Linked DNA regions of Zea mays: region 1 is linked to region 2. Evidence: chromatin contacts called from public Hi-C data. All regions are on one chromosome and are shown on one strand. The core of a region is the stretch at or near the end of the contact, and the rest is flanking DNA. Distances in the headings are between cores, read along the strand shown.

Region 1 (4,385 bases), core at 1,199-3,698, 610 kb after region 2:
TAAGACCTCGAAGGAGTCAAACCACTCCTCCGAGGCCTCGGGGGCTACACCTGGCGGGTGCGCTCGCGCGCACCCACCGGAACGAAACACAACCGAGAAAAGGCCGGTCCCCTTGCAAAAAAGTGCGACAAAAGCCTCCAAGCGAGTATCAACACTCCCTTCGAGGCTCGGGGGCTACTGTCGGGGACCATAATTAGGGGTACCCCCAAGACTCCTAATCTCAGCTGGTAACCCCCATCAGCACAAAGCTGCAAAGGCCTGATGGGCGCGATTAAGGTCAAGGCTCAGTCCTCTCAAGGGACACGATCTCGCCTCGCCCGAGCCCAGCCTCGGGCAAGGGCAGCCGACCCCGGAGGATTCACGTCTCGCCCGAGGGCCCCCTCAAGCAACGGACACACCTTCGGCTCGCCCGAGGCCCAGCCTTCGCAGAGAAGCAACCCTGGCCAGCTCGCCACGCCAAGCGACCATATCACAGGAGCATTTAATGCAAGGATGACCTGACACCTTATCCTGACGAGCGCTCTTCAGTCGACAGAGCCGAAGTGACCGCAGTCACTTCGCCGCTCCACTGACCGGCCTGACAAGAAAACAGCGCCGCCTGCGTCACTCCGACTGCTGTGCCACTTGACAGAGTGAGGCTGACAGCGGCTAAGTCCAGCCTCGAGCGGCATAGGAAGCTCCGCCTCGCCCGACCCTAGGGTTCGGCCCCCGTCTCGGCCTCGGAAGATGGACTTCGCCTCGCCCGACCCCAGAGCTCGGACTCAGCCTCGGCTCTGGAAGACGACGAACTCCACCTCACCCGACCCTGGGGCTCGGACTCAGCCTCGGCTCCGGAAGACGACGAACTCCGCCTCGCCCGACCCTAGGGCTCGGACTCAGCCTCGGCTCCGAAAGACGACGAACTCCGCCTCGCCCGACCCTAGGGCTCGGACTCAGCCTCGGCTCCAGAAGACGATGGACTCCGCCTCGCCCGACCCTAGGGCTCGGACTCAGCCTCAGCTCCGGAAGACGATGGACTCCGCCTCGTCCGACCCCAGGGCTCGGACTCAGCCTCGACCTCGGAGGAGCCTCCGCCTCGCCCGACCTCGGGCTCGGACTCGCCATGTCGCAAGGAAGGCCATCATTACCCTACCCCTAGCTAGCTCAGGCTACGGGGAACAAGACCGGCGTCCCATCTGGCTCGCCCCGGAAAACAAATAATGATGGCGCCCCGCGTGCTCCATGACGACGGTGGCTCTCAGCCCCTTACGGAAGCAAGGAGACGTCAGCAAGGACTCGACAGCCCCGACAGCTGTCCTTCCGCAGGGCTCCAGCTCTCCTCCGACGACCACGACATCACATGAACAGGGTGTCAAAACCTCTCCGACTACCACAACGGCATGTACTTAGGGCTCTATCTCCTCTCTGCTAGACACGTTAGCACACTGCTACACCCCCCATTGTACACCTGGACCCTCTCCTTACGCCTATAAAAGGAAGGTCCAGGGCTCTCATACGAGAAGGTTGGCCGCGCGGGGGAACGGACTGACGCCTAAGGCTCTCGCTCTCTCCCACGCGGACGCTTGTAACCCCCTACTGCAAGCGCACCCGACCTGGGCGCAGGGCAACACGAAGGCCGCAGGTTTCCCCTTTGCCTGTTCTCTTCCCCCCTTCGTGCTCCGTCTCGCGCCGACCCATCTGGGCTGGGACACGCGACGACAATTCACTCATCGTTCCAGGGACCCCCCGGGGTCGAAACGCCGACACTACTTAGTTCTAGTCTTTTAGACTGTGATGTGGTCATCTGATCAGTGCTTTCACTGCTTTGTCATTGAGTGATTGTGGGAGAGTCATTTTGTATTGTAATATACATTTGTAACAGATACAAACTTAATGACTAAACTTTGAGCTGGCTGCACTTTTTTTTCTTTCTAGGGTTTCTCACAAGGGTGAGTTTTACCTAGAAAGGTTTTTAATGAGGCAACATTGCACAAAACAGCTCATTTATTATATTTGTCTATATTTTCTACTGTTTTTTTAACTTTGGTTATATTTGTCTATATTTTCTGCTGTTTGGAAACTTTGGCAGGCTGGTGCTGGCACAATCCGTTTGTTTGAACGTGCCTAGCGGGCTGGTCCGGCACGAAAAGTGGCCCAGAGAACCGTGCCTGGACCAACGACCAGGCACGTGGGCTCTCCAGACACGGCCCATAGACCTAGGTCGGCCCGTTGGCTGATGGGTCGTGCTTGCTCGTGCCCGTGCCGGGTCGTGCCGGGCCGGCCTGTTGGCCATCTATACCAATGGATCACGTTCATGGATCACGCCAAAGCATGGGCCTGACGTCTTCGAAACTTCCAATGCCCAGGCCTAGAAATCTAAGTATTGGGCTGATTCTGCTCAAGCACAGGGCCCATACTACGGTGCCATCGCTCTCGCTCTCTCTCTCTCTCTCTCTCTCCAGACTCCACGACTCCACCGCTCCTCTGTCCTCTCCCCACCACCTCCTTGTATCTCTCCTCCCCTTCTGGCCGACGAAACCCTACGCGCGCGCGCTGCCAAGCCCTCGCCGCCGACGCCTACTCCGACTCCGACGCCGCAGTAGTGATGTACGCCGACAGGTCCTCGGGCAGGAAACGCTCTGTAATGGACCGCCTCGGGTCGGGCGGCGGCTCGCGCTCGCGGTCCGACGACGCAAAAAGGTACGCCTTCGAGCTCGTTTCGGTTCAAAATCGTTGCCCGCTCTCGCCGCTCCCGCGCTTGTTGGTGCTACATGGTCGCGGGTTCTGGGATGGATCGATAGCCAGAGCGTGGCGGCCGCGGAAATGTTGTTTAGGGGCTTCGAATCGAACGGTTCGTGTTGCCGGTGCTTTTAAGGCTTGCTTGCAAAGGCTTATTACCGTCGTCCGTCGCCAGTTGTGTTGTTTGTATACGGGATCCGGTCGGTAGTTAGTGTATGCAATGCTTGTGGTTGATTGTGTGAATCGGCGGATATAGATGCTTGTAGTACTGTTGCTGTTGTGTTTGGCTAATAGGTGCTTACATTCTAGCAATGAACTATTATACAGTTGTGTTTGGCTAATTGACTAACAACTAGCCAAGTGACAATAACATGTACCTGATATAAGCATGTATTCTGGTACAAGCATGGTGGCTGCGTATTGCATGCAACAAGCCTAAAACAAAAAAAAAAACTAATGAAACTAATAGGAGGTTCCGGTTGTAGATTGCCGAAACACACCCTACGTCCTGCAGTATAGATCTTGGAGCAGGGACACAGGGAGAGAAAAAGTAGGTCCTTGCTGCCTTTGCTCATTGGAGGTGTTAGAATACCTATTAGGGTTTGGGGCTTCCCCTTTGTAATTCCTCTCTCGGCCCCTTGTAATGGGCCTGGCCCAACTATCCCAAGTCTATTAATACATCACCCAACTCTATCCTAGGGTTAGGGTTTTCCATTCTCCAACTTGGTACCAGAGGCTTTTCTTTCTCTCCCTCCCACCTCCCTTCCAGCCGTTGACACCCAGTCCCGCCGTCGGCCACCCCTCCGCCTCACTCTCTCTCCTCTCCTTCCCCACCTTCGCCCCTCCGGCCGGCCGCCGTCCGGGTCCATGGGATCCACCCGCGGGTCCATGGGATCCACCCGCCTGCCTCCTCCGTGTGAGGCCAGTCGTGCCCTGCCCCGAATTCGCCTGTGCGCCGACGCCGCTTGCCCCCCATCGACGGCCGGGACGCGCCTCCCCCTAGGCGTCGCCACCAGGCCACGCCCGGAGCAGCCACCTGGTCGTCGGGCTCCGCGCTGCCCCCGAGGCTGGACCGCCGCGGACGCCCCTGTCCCTGCTGCTCCCTTCGGCCGGTCGGCTGCTCCCTTTGGCCGACCGGCTGCTCCCTTTGGCCGGACCGCCACGGACGCCCCTGCCTCAGCTGCTCCCTTCGGCCGGTCGGCTGCTCCCTTTGGCCGCCCGACTGCTCCCAGGGCTGCGCCGCCGCCGCCTGGGCGCACAACCACGTCTGCCACACACTCTACCGCCGGTCTTCTCCCAGCAGCAGCGCCGCTCGGCCTCAAGCGCCTGTCGTGCGAGCTCCTGCGAGGTCCCTGCTCTCCCCGCCAGCGCACTGCCCCTGCTTGGCCTCCCTCCATCCCGCGACCCTTCCTCGTGCCGCCCCGCGGCCATCGCGGCTGCTACCATCGCCTCGTCGTCCGGGCCCCCCCTTCTCGACGCACCCTGTCCCCTCGCCTGGACGCCGTGCCATCCCTCCTCGCTACTCGCGTGGTTGCGCCACTCCTACCAGTGCTGTCTCCACCCTCGTCGGTTCCATGTCTTCACCCCCGCCATACATGAGCTTTGCCTCGCCTGCTGCTCTCGTGACTCCTGGCTTCCACGACTCCTTCCTGGCTTCGCCCATTTCC
Region 2 (4,387 bases), core at 1,612-4,111:
CACTAAAGATCCTAGCAAGTAATATAATCACAGAAATGTAAGAGAACTACCCAATGCAGAAGAGAAGCTTAAAGATATACTATACCAACTTACCTACCAACGAAAACTTGAACTATAGTACTCAAGTACTCAACCAGTTTAAACAAATAACCTAATTCCTGTTGCATTTCCCTCCAGTGAATAACAATGGAAAAGCCAAACAATCTGATGATTGCTTAGTTTTGTCACAACACGATGTTTATTTAAAATCAGGAAGGAACCAAATCATTAACATTTCAGCTAAAACAGAGCCTCTTCATTAAGCATATAAAATTAATAACCATCTTAGAACCGAATTAATTTTAAGTTCTCAAACACTGCATCATGGATCCATTTGTCACACTGCTGGAAATCTGCTTCGCTTCGTAAGTCATAACCAGATTTCAACACCTGAACACATGTTGTAAAATGTTTTTGGAAAAGACACCTGCACATCTAGCCATGCCAGTAGCAATAATAGAATACCTTTCAACCATTCTTGACACAACCACATCACTAAGAAATAGTCCTAGCTCCAGGATAACTTCTTTATTCTAACACACAGAACCAAAGCAACCAAATACCATAAAAAAGGTTAAGCGCAACCAAATGCCACAAAGTTAAGCACAACCAACCTGCACACACTCTTTCTGAAGAAATGCTACATGGCAACTAGCACTTGACAAGAAAATACAACATGACCTAAAAGCAAAGCTCAGTAAACATTTCATGGTAAGCAAGAAGGCAACAAACAATAATATTTTCTTTGCCGCTGACTAGTGGAGGTAGAGACTGGAGAGTAATGAAGATACACTCAAGGATTTAGTTGCTTGAATCTGTTCTTAAGTGTGATTTGTAAGACCTTGGATATGTAATATGAGTACTTCATACAAAAATGACTTGGAATATAAGCCATACACAAAATTCACAGTTATCGCCTTGTCAAAAAGGTGCTGGCAAATGTCCTCCACCAGAGAAAACCTCCACATAATGCTTAGTTCCACGCATATTTAACTAACACATCGAACCTCACGTCCTAAATTAGAGACTGTTATGGATACAGTACAATTTGCAAAGTGAAGGATACAAAGACTTCAGTCGGGTCAATATCTGAAGCTCGAGAGTCGAGATAGGCATGACAATTAAGTGGATGAAACTAAACATGGCTACAAACTACTCCTACAAATGTCTGCAGATTGGCACATAGACATACAAGCAATAAATCAGGCCTAACTGCAGCACTACAACCTACAAAGTGGCAAACATAGCAAGCCTTTCTCATTACCTGATCGTTACAAACTTATTTGTGCCATGCTTAGCCCAAAATGTCTTCAAGTCAATTGGATTAACAAGGTTGTACCCTTCACCAGCAAGCTTCTCAAGCACCTTTTTGAATGCGCCTTGGCTCATCTTCCTTCCAGCAATACGTGCGCCACGGCGCTTTGTGCTCATTGGCAGTGGATACGTTGAAATAGCAGTCGTGCAGCATGCAGACTGCCAGCCACCTGCACCCCACCGATAGCATTGCTGGGGAGTTCCAGTGCATGAGCACACTGGTGTTGGTAAGTTGGCAAGGTCCAACTCAATACCGTTAATCACCATCCCCACAGCCTTCTTAGGGCCCCTCCTACGGGGTGCATGCCCATTAAGTGCCCCACCCTCTGGCAGAACAGCAACCTTCTTAGGCTTCTTAGGCTTTGGTGACTTAGGCTGCCGACTCTGCTGCTGGCCTCGCTGCCTCTTTTTCACAGGTGGCCCGGTACTAACCACAGAGTGATCCTCAATTGGCGGAGGTGGCGCTTCGTCTCCCTTGCATGGAGGAGGCTCCTGAAGCTGTGACTCAAGCTGTGGTTGCATCATCTGGAGAGTATGTTGTGCATCTGATATTGACCCATAGCCAGTAGGATGGTGATGCACGATATGCCCACCATGCACAGGATGGCTACCATGGCCTGGATGCCCAACATGCCCAGCTGGTACGGTAGGGCGAGAATGAAGGACCTTCTGGTCATGGGGATGTTGGTGGTGGTGCGATGGGTGCAGCCAAGCTTCATTGCGTGAGAAGTCCATGTGGATAGAGTGCTGCTCGGTGGGCATGCCACCAGAGGCTCCTCCACCGCAAGTGGAATCACGATAATGTTGCGACTGCTGTGCATGGAGCTGGTGCGATGCATTGTGATGCCCATGCTGCTGCAAGAAACCAGCTCTCGGGAGCAGTGGCTTCGTGTCCCGGTCAGGTGGCATGGACGACATGAGCTGCAGGCCTAGGTTGCCCTTCATGGTGTCGTAGAAGCCCCAATTCCGAATGCCCAGGCTGCCATCGTCGTCGTCCATCTGCGGCTACGGAAAAAGCAAATCCACCTCCAGAGACCACAATTTGGAGGAGAAAACCGGACCTTGTCGCAGTTCTGATCAGCCCATCTCCGCAATCGCCCCCCCCAATCGGAAGTCCCTACACACCCATTCTGTCACTCAGATAGAGCATCAAGGTTCCGACAGAAGCAGACCGAAAAAATGCAAAATTCCAGGGCACCGTAACCAAACCCTAGATTCCAAATCGAATCCAAACCGGTGGGCGTAATATATGCCTACAGTGAAGCAGCCAGATCCAGATAAAAATGCAAGGGAAGCGGCGGTCGAACCTGGCGATGCTCGTCGCCGGCGAAGACAAGGGCGCCGCCGCAATCCCAGCCGTCGACGAAGGGGTAGAAGGGGGCTGGGTACGGGAGGCCAACGGATCCCTCTGCTACTTCGGCGTGTCGTCGTTCTTGAATCTTGACCTCTCCTATCCAACGCCCGGGCACCGCCCAGCGCCTCCTCCCTCAGATTCCTATAGCAAGCTGCTCACACGCAGCACGCAGGGCCCAGTGCACACCCCCCTCTGTAGGTTCAGGTGCCCACAAGCACGGCCCAGTAGAGCCCTACACTTGTCCATCTTCAGGCCCAACAATAACAAAATGGCCTTCGGTCCGCCAAGATATTTTCTTGTCCTTTCCATGCTACCTTTTTTTTTTGAAACATATTTGGTTCAACTATATATATTGGTGCAACTGTATAATCAAAAGATAAATAATAAAGGTAGATTAATATAATACACATGTGTTGTGACGGCCTCTCCAACTTTCATGTCCCCTTCTCCCTCATGGCCCCATGCATCCTCACCCTAGCCAAGCCAAGGGCACGTCCATGAAGGCGCTCACCAAGAATACGTTCAACAATCTCTCCTCCCGTATCCACACTGGCTTTGAACACGACGTTATCCATGCCCTGCTCACCGACATCGGTCTCTCCTCTACCAACACGTCGATGTCGTCGTCACCGACCCACTTCTCTAGTCTCATATGGACATATTTGAGTCATGCATCATCGCCCTCATAACCGCATGGCGTGATGTCGCGTCCGAGATCCAGTTCGACGTATCCTAGTATGGCCACGGCGACAGAGGCACACATCCACTGCAACTCTAGTAAATCCAAGGAAATAACGAGTTGTGGGGAGGACGTCTCGGGCACGACGAGAGAGGTGCATGCCTGCTAGCTCGAGGCCAAGTTATAGTGTGTTGTTTTTCTCTGACGAGACAAGTCTTAGGGGGTGTTTGGTTTCTAGAGACTAATTTTTAGTCCCTCCACTTAATTCCATTTTAGTCCCTAAATTACTAAATATAGAAACTAAAACTCTATTTTAGTTTCCCTATTTAACAATTTATGAACTAAAATGGAATTAAGTGGAGGGACTAAAGTTTAGTCCCTATAAACCAAACACCCCCTTATCTTGTAATACCCAAAGTATGTATATAATGAGAATATAGTTGATTTCCTTGTATGGTTTGCCCCCATTTATTTGAGCATTAGAATAGCCATGAATGAATAATTACACAAATGACACATAAGAAACATGTGCATCCTGTTGGAGTTTATTTGTGTGTGCATTTGATAATAATAAAGAAGATATTAATAGAAATTCAATAATGTCCAAATTTGAATTTAAAACCTAAATTTGGAAATTAAAATGTGGAGAAAAGAAGAAAAGAAATACTATAAAATACAAAACAAAATTTATAAAAATATAAAATCTATCCATATTTGCAAGATTAAAATCTACCTTTAATTTGAGTACAAAATTCACATTCATAGTTGAAGTTCAAATTGGGAATTGAAAATAAAAGGAAAAAGAAAACCAGAAAAAAGGAAAAAGCCTATTATGCCGCGTGGGCCAATATTGCGCGTGTTGGCCCAGCAATCCGTGCGGCCCAATCCCCCTTCCACCGCGCGCGCAGCCGACTGACGTGTGGGACCCGTTGTCATCCGGTCAGCCACGATCCCTGTTCATCTCCTCACATGCGCCGATATCCTCACGCGGTAGTTGCAAT

Evidence for each region. Hi-C and Micro-C count contacts between places; a contact is called where the count stands out from the background.
Region 1: a Hi-C map of ear shows a contact between it and region 2, with 2.1 times the contacts expected there. The contact joins the promoter of LOC100194223 here to the promoter of LOC100283491 in region 2. A contact is called at or near these places in 2 of 25 Hi-C or Micro-C datasets (ear and tassel).

What each region holds. Positions count from the first base shown.
Region 1 is chr1:197,366,518-197,370,902 of Zm-B73-REFERENCE-NAM-5.0, forward strand. It overlaps LOC100194223, which reads left to right and starts at 2,449. Exons shown (of 6, transcript NM_001139264.1): 1 at 2,449-2,679. The coding sequence starts at 2,585.
Region 2 is chr1:196,757,919-196,762,305 of Zm-B73-REFERENCE-NAM-5.0, forward strand. LOC100283491 reads right to left here and starts at 2,862. Exons shown (of 2, transcript NM_001156391.1): 1 at 2,661-2,862; 2 at 1,062-2,470. The coding sequence starts at 2,352. The coding sequence ends at 1,300.